Linked DNA regions of Canis lupus: region 1 is linked to region 2. A link is a contact called in public Hi-C data. All regions are on one chromosome and are shown on one strand. Each heading gives the region's core, a stretch centred on a gene start, on an enhancer-like site or on the middle of the called end of the contact. The rest is flanking DNA. Distances are from core to core; before and after follow the strand shown.

Region 1 (3,665 bases), core at 655-3,154, 170 kb before region 2:
AAAATCAGACCACCATAACTAAGAACAGCAAAACCCCTCCGACCTCCCGAACACTCCCTCCACTCCCTCCTCCCTCCTCCCAACTCCATCCTCCCCCACCTCAATCCCCAACGCCAAAAGAAAAGAAAAAGAAAAGAAAAGAAAAGAAAGAAAAGAAGAAAGAAAAGAAAAGAAAGAAAAAGTATCAGTGGCTGCCAGGGGCTGGGTTAGGGTCAGGGATCAACTAGGAAGGGGCCCCAGGGAATTTTCCTGGAAGCTGAGAATGTTCTATCTTGTTCTGAGAAACAAAAATTCATCAAACTTCACATTTGAGATCTGTCCATTTCCCTCTAGGTAAATTTTACCTTAATTAAAAAAAAAAAAAAAAACGGGGGGTGGGGGGGATGTTTGAAAACCCCTGCTCCCCTCGCCAGGCCTGCAGGTGGGCAGCGCTGAGGGCAGAGGTGGGTTGGGGAGGACCCCTGGCCTCCAGGACAGGCGCCATGGGAGGGTCCCGGGGGAGGGCACGGGGGGGTGTAGAGGGTCCCGGGGGAGGGCACGGGGGGGGGTATAGAGGGTCCCGGGGGGAGGGGCTGTGGCTCGCGGCCCGAAGCAGCGCCACCTCCGCGTCCCCCTCGCCCCGCGGCCCCGCCCAGGCCGAGAAAGGCCGGACGCGGGTCGGCCGGGTGGCCGGGGGCCCATTGTCCGCACGTCCGCTGCAGCTCCGCCCCTGCCATTGTCCCCGGGTGAGACCCTAGGCCCGAGCGGGTCGGCCGGCGGGCGCGGCAAGGAAGCGGGCTGGGGAGGGACGTCCAGGTCGGGCCCCGGGGAGGGCACCGAGGCCAGGCCCTGCCGCCCGCCCGCCTGGGTCGTCCGAGGCCGCGGAGCCCTTCGATGCTCCCGGGGCGCGGGGCCGCCACAGGGCGGGGAAGAGGGCGGGGCCTCCAGGGGGCGGGGCCTCTATAGGGCGGGGCCACAGGGGCGGGGCCTCCAGGGGGCGGGGCCTCCACGGGGCGGGGCCCCCGCTGGCGCAAACCCGCGCCCTCCGCGCCCTCCCCGCACCTGCCGCTCCCGGCCCCGAGCTCCTCGGAAACCACGGACGCCGCGGGCAGGACACTCCCTCGCGCTCGCGCTCGCGCTCGCGGGCGGTCACCTGGGAGCGGAGCCAGGGCGGGGGGTGAAGGGCCCGGGGACAAGCATTCCTGCCCGCGCTGACGTCCCCGCCCTGTGCCGGGCGCCGTGGGCACCCCGGGGAGCCGCGAGGGTCCTGTCCGCAGGCGTCCCCGTCCCAGCGCGGGAGACCGGCGGGGAGGGCTCGCGGCGGGGGAAGGGGCGGGCGGGCGGGTGTGAGGCCGAGGCGCGTGGGGGTGGGGGAGGTCAGGCGGCCGGACCCAGACTAGGGCTCGGTGGCGCTTGGATGCCCTGCTTGCTGAGGAAGGGGCACAGGAGGACCTTGGTCCTAGTCATGCGCAGCCTCCTGTCTTCTCCGGGCCTCGGTTTCCCTACTTGTAGACGGCGTGTGATCTGAGTTGGAAGCTCTGAAATTCCGACTCCTTTCAAGCCGAGATTAATGTGACTTCACATTAGCTGTTCGCAGAGGCAGACGGATCTGAGCAGCGGGGAAATCGAGCCGGCGTAGGGGGGTGCGGCCGCGGGAGGCCGGAGCCCGCCGGGTGCCTGGACCCGCCTGGACCCGCCGGGACCCGGGGAGGTCGGGCGCCGCGGCCAGAGGCTCTTGGACTCGGAGGCTGCGCGCCCCAGGCCGGCCACCCGGGGGCGACAGAGACCAGGCTTCCCGCACCTGCTCGTTTTCGGGTCGTTTCCATCACCCAAACGTTGTGAGAACAGTACAGAGAACTCTCGCACCCCCTTCTTAGCCCCGATTCACCAAGTTTTCGCATTCTTACCCACTCTCTGCATATTCACATCCCCCTTCAAGCACCGGAGAGTAGGTCGCAGACGTGACGCCCCTAGACTCTAAACCCTTCAATGAGTACTTCCCAGGAGCAAGGGCGTTCATTCTGTTACACAACCACAGCAGAGTTTTCAAGATCAGGGGATTTCATCATGAGGCAATACTATTACTTAGACTGCAAAACCTTGTTCGAATATTGCCACTTATCCCAAGGAGGTCTTTTACAGCATGCTCCCCTACCCCACCACCAGCTCCCCCCACTCCACCCCCACCCCCAGGGTCCCCTCCAGGACCACATTTAGTTGTGGGCTTTTATTTTATTTTAAAGATTTTATTTATTTATTCATGAGAGAGAGGCAGAGACGCAGGCAGAGGGAGAAGCAGGCTCCATGCAGGGAGCCCGACGCGGGACACATCCGGGGACTCCAGGATCACACCCTGGGCTGCAGGCGGCGCTAAACCGCTGAGCCACCTGGGCTGACCCCCGTGGCTTTTATTTTAATTGAAAATAAAATACCCCGTGGGTATCCTGTGAGCTTTTATTTTAATTGAAATTTATTCACTAAGCTTTCCTGGGCTGAAGTAATTTGAGAAGATGGATATAGAGATTTCCAGCCTCACCATTCTTAACTGAATGACCCTGGGCAGCTCCCAGGTCCTCTCCCCTGAGAGTGCCAAGGTCTGGGCAAGGCTCATGGGAGAGGATGGAGCAGACAAAGAATGCGCTTGCATTCTGAGATGGAATCTTTCTTTCATCCTTCTTGGCCTGACCCATTTCCCCAGGCCTGTGGTCAAGGGGTTCATCATCCTCACTCACCACAGTCTTCAAATGGGGCACCGACTCTTTAAAAAAGCAGCTTCTTGTTTTGGGAAAGAAAGGCAAATGCCCCCGACCCAAGGTCAACAAAAGGCCAGTTGGAAGTCCTGCTCTGGGTCTGGAGAGGAAGAAGGGCTCTAAGGGCTCCAAAGCTTGGGAAGAAATCCTCTTGCCAGGCAAGTAGTTCCCATGTTTTGCCTGTAACAAAATTGCAGGAGGGCCCTCATCTTCTTGTCAACCAATAGAGATTAAACATAATTTCTTTAAATGGAAACATACACAAAAGCAGAGGGACCAGTATAATGAACGCTAACTTACCTATCACCTAGTTGCAACAAAAAGTAATGCTTGATGATGGATTACTATTGATTTGGCATAAGACTCAAAAGGAAGTTAAAGGAATTTTAGAGTTAACTTGCTCCAATACCACTCCCTTTCTTTTCTGTTGCCTCTTTATGTGACAAGACCTCTGAGTGCTTATACATGAGAACTAGGATGAGATGAAAGTGAACACTGTCTCATCATAGACATAAGGAATATTTATCCACTGGTACACAAAACCAGGGAAATCTGATCAACTCATTAAAAAATGCATTCAAACAAAATATATTTTTTTAATTTTTTTTATTTGTAATATATTTATGTTGTTTTGATCAGTTGCATGCTAATAACATTTGTAATGATAACTTTCCAAAATAAGAGGGTTTTTTTTTAAAGATTTTATTTATTTATTCATGAGAGACACAGAGAGAGAGGCAGAGACGCAGGCAGAGGGAGAAACAGGCTCCATGCAGGGAGCCTGACGTGGGACCAGGATCACGCCCCGGGCTGAAGGCAGCACTGAGCCACCTAGGGATCCCCAGAGTAACAGTTTTTAAACACTTACGTGACTTACCATCACAGAAAATTTTAAATATTTGAAGCTTTACTTGTCTATAGTTTTTCCTACAGAGA
Region 2 (3,459 bases), core at 824-3,323:
CCATGGTAGCTTTTGGTGCACTCACCTAGGTTTGCACTTTCATCTGTACAACTTTTCATAGATTCAAAGAACAATGTTGGCAAGAGCACTAAAATTCAGAGTTAAGTAACAGGCTTGTTTAAAATCACTCAGCTAATATATACAATGGAATATTACTCAACTATTAGAAATGACAAATACCCACCATTTGCTTCAATGTGGGTAGAACTAGAGGGTATTATGCTGAGTGAAGTAAGTCAATTGGAGAAGGACAAACATTATATGGTCTCATTCATTCGGGGAATATAAAAAATAGTGAGGGGGATTATAAGGGAAAGGAGAGAAAATGAGTGGGAAATATCAGAGAGGGTGACAAAACATGGGAGACTCCTAACTCTGGGAAACGAACAAGGGGTAGTGGAACGGGAGGTAGGTCGGGGGATGGGTGACTGGGTGGCAGGCACTGAGGGGGGCACTTGATGGGATGAGCACTGGGTGTTATGCTATATCTTGGCAAATGGAACTCCAATTTAAAAATATAAATAAATAAATAAATAAATAAACCTAATTCCGCCCCCTCCCCCCTAAATAAGATAAAATAAAATCACTCAGCTAGTATATGACAAATTCAGGACAGAAGCTTTTTCCTTTTTAAACTGTTTTCCATTATAATCAAGCAAACTTTAATGTGATAATTATTTTCCACTCTTCAATTTGAGGATGAAGTATAAAATCTGACTGAATAATCTTACAAGTAATCTGAGGGTTTCAAAGTTTGACTCACCATGAAACAATGATTATATGTAAAACCTGATGAAACCAAACTAAAGATCTATTTTGAATCTGAAGGCTACCTTTCTCCCCTAATTCTGTTCATTTCTTCCCTTGATGTTATCACTTTATTTTTAAACATTAATAGTATCCTAATATGGAGGCACATTTATATAATACATTGAAATTTCAAAGCATTTACTTAAATAATCTAAATTTATACCATAAAATGTATACTTGACTTCAGGACCACTATGAATCTTCCCACTGTTCAAAACACGGCCTATCTCTAGCATACAGTCATTAAAACACACATTCAATAGCCATCTTAAGTTATTATTCTTTCATTGGGTCTTCTTCTATTGTAGTAACTTAATAGTTTTTCTAAGATGTTTTATGTTCTTGCATAAGATTTACATCAAGGCTCATTATTCCTTTCTTCACAGAGAACTCCTCTCTTGCTAATCAACTCTCCTTTCCTTCTAGGGAAATCCTATTCCAGACCTTCAAACTGATCATTGTTATTCTCTTGCTTTGACTTCACTGTTCTATTTAAGGGTGCTAAGACCCTGGTTTCAGCCATCATCATTTCTCGCCTAAATTCTACAACAGACTCCTAACCATTCTCCTTTCACCCTAGACTCCCTGCAGTCTACTCACATGGCAGCCAGAGTGATTCTTTAAAAAAGAAGTCGGATAGGGGCGCCTGGGTGGCTCAGGTGGTTAAGTGTCTGCCTTCGGTTCAGGTCATGATCTCAGGGTCTAAACTACTGTTCTCTTTCACTTGGACTGCTATAATAGCCTGCTGGCTCATCTATCTACGTTCTATCTAAACCTACTCCAACCTACTCTCCATGCTATAAACGTAATGATAGTCTGTAATCACAAAGTTGACATTGCACTCCACTCCCCCAAGCCTTGCTTAAAATTTTTTGATGTTACCATCATTCTTAGGTGAAGAAAAACTGCTTAACATTGTCTGCAGAGGGATCCCTGGGTGGCGCAGTGGTTTAGCGCCTGCCTTTGGCCCAGGGCGCGATCCTGGAGACCCGGGATCGAATCCCACGTCGGGTTCCCGGTGCATGGAGCCTGCTTCTCCCTCTGCCTATGTCTCTGCCTCTCTCTCTCTCTGTGTGTGACTATCATAAATAAATAAAAATAAAAAAAAATTGTCTGCAGACCTCTATATGAACTGCACCTATCTCTCCAGTCTTAACCAGTATGCACCTGAATGCATGCACACTTGCCAAGTATATACACCTGCCATTCTATCCTTCGTACTCAGCAAACCTCCCCCTTCTTAGGACCTTTGTACTTGCAGCTCGACTACCTCATTCAGATAAACCTGTTTATCCTTTCAATCTCTTTCACTTCCTCAGCAAAGTCATACCCTGACTTCCTTAACTAGGTCAAATGTCCTTATGATATCAGCTCCAGTAGCATTTGCCACAGTTGAAAATTTTATGTTTTACGTGTCCCCATCTGATTATAAACTCCATGAGAGCAAGAATCACATCACATCATATCACATAATATCTGCAGTGCCTAGCATGTATCAGGTAATATATATTTGCTGAATGAATGACTAAAAGCATAAGCCGTAATATGGAAATACGAAAACTTTACAGGAAGAATAAAAAGTGCGGGAAACAAGTGCTAAGTTCTGTATGAGGCAGTAATGACATAAGGTAAAGAAGTCCACACGGGCTAAATTGCGGAAAGCCTTGCATGACTTTTTAACGAACTTTCTTTACTCCTCACATAATAGTGGACCCAGTGAAGGGTTTTTTAGCAGTGGAAATGGCATCATTTGCTTTGTGCTTTAGATAGCTCTCACAAGCTACATGCAGTGTGGACAAAGGATCTGAAAGGGCAAGGAGATGGATGGAGGCCCAAACTAGGGCACAAATTTGGGGACTGTGTGATTGAGGGGTGAAAGAGATCAGAATAACTCTTTAAGGTTGCCAACATGGGTGACTAGTGGCTTCAGAAAGTCATATCTAGTAACTATCAAACTCATGGGCTGACTGCACTAAAATCATGTGGGGCCTTGATTAAAAGTTTTCTTCTAACTTAGAAATCCTGGGAGTGGCACATAAAAATTGTATTTATAACTAGTGTCCTAAATGATATCTTCTGTAGTCACACAAATTTGGAAACAACAAAGAAAACATACTAGAAGATTGAAAAGTTATGAGAGATAATGATTAATTTAAATTTGGAAATGACGTGTTTGAATTACCTATGCAGATAACCAACAGGCAGTGAGAGAACTAATTCTGAACATCACAGGACTGGTCCAGTTGGAGACCAATATTTGTTGGAGGCTGAAAGTATGACAGCATTTAAGTTCACAGAAGTGAAAAGAGTGGTATGGCTATGGTTAAAACTCCAAAGGACACAACACTTAAGATACAGGGAAGAGAGGGGATCCCTGGGTGGCTCAGCAGTTTGGCGCCTGCCTTTGGCCCAGGGCGCGATCCTGGAGTCCCAGGATCGAGTCCCGCGTCGGGCTCCCAGCATGGGGCTTGCTTCTCCCTCTGCCTGTGTCTTGCCTTTCTACCATAAATAAATAAATAAATCTTAAAAAAAAAAAAAAAGATACAGAGAAGAGGATTTGTTCATTATTCAAAAAAATACCCTGAAATGCTATTTCTGCATGAGATATGTGTATACAAAATGTTGTCCTACTAGATGTTGGGAGGGATA

Evidence for each region. A called contact is a pair of places that touch in the nucleus more often than the background predicts.
Region 1: a contact with region 2 is called in a Hi-C map of skin fibroblasts, with 3 times the contacts expected there. The contact joins two enhancer-like sites. A contact is called at or near these places in 5 of 9 Hi-C or Micro-C datasets (amygdala, blood, liver and 1 more).

The regions. Positions count from the first base shown.
Region 1 is chr20:5,606,665-5,610,329 of UU_Cfam_GSD_1.0, reverse strand. No RefSeq gene overlaps it. Among named protein-coding and RNA genes, the nearest start is that of PLXND1, 21 kb to the left of the region's middle. Within about 2 kb of position 1,904, at least 11 of the 20 cell types and tissues checked have an H3K27ac peak or open chromatin away from gene starts, as enhancers often do.
Region 2 is chr20:5,432,650-5,436,108 of UU_Cfam_GSD_1.0, reverse strand. All of the region lies in intron 3 of TMCC1 (transmembrane and coiled-coil domains protein 1), which reads right to left. Among named protein-coding and RNA genes, the nearest start is that of TMCC1, 73 kb to the right of the region's middle. Within about 2 kb of position 2,073, at least 2 of the 20 cell types and tissues checked have an H3K27ac peak or open chromatin away from gene starts, as enhancers often do.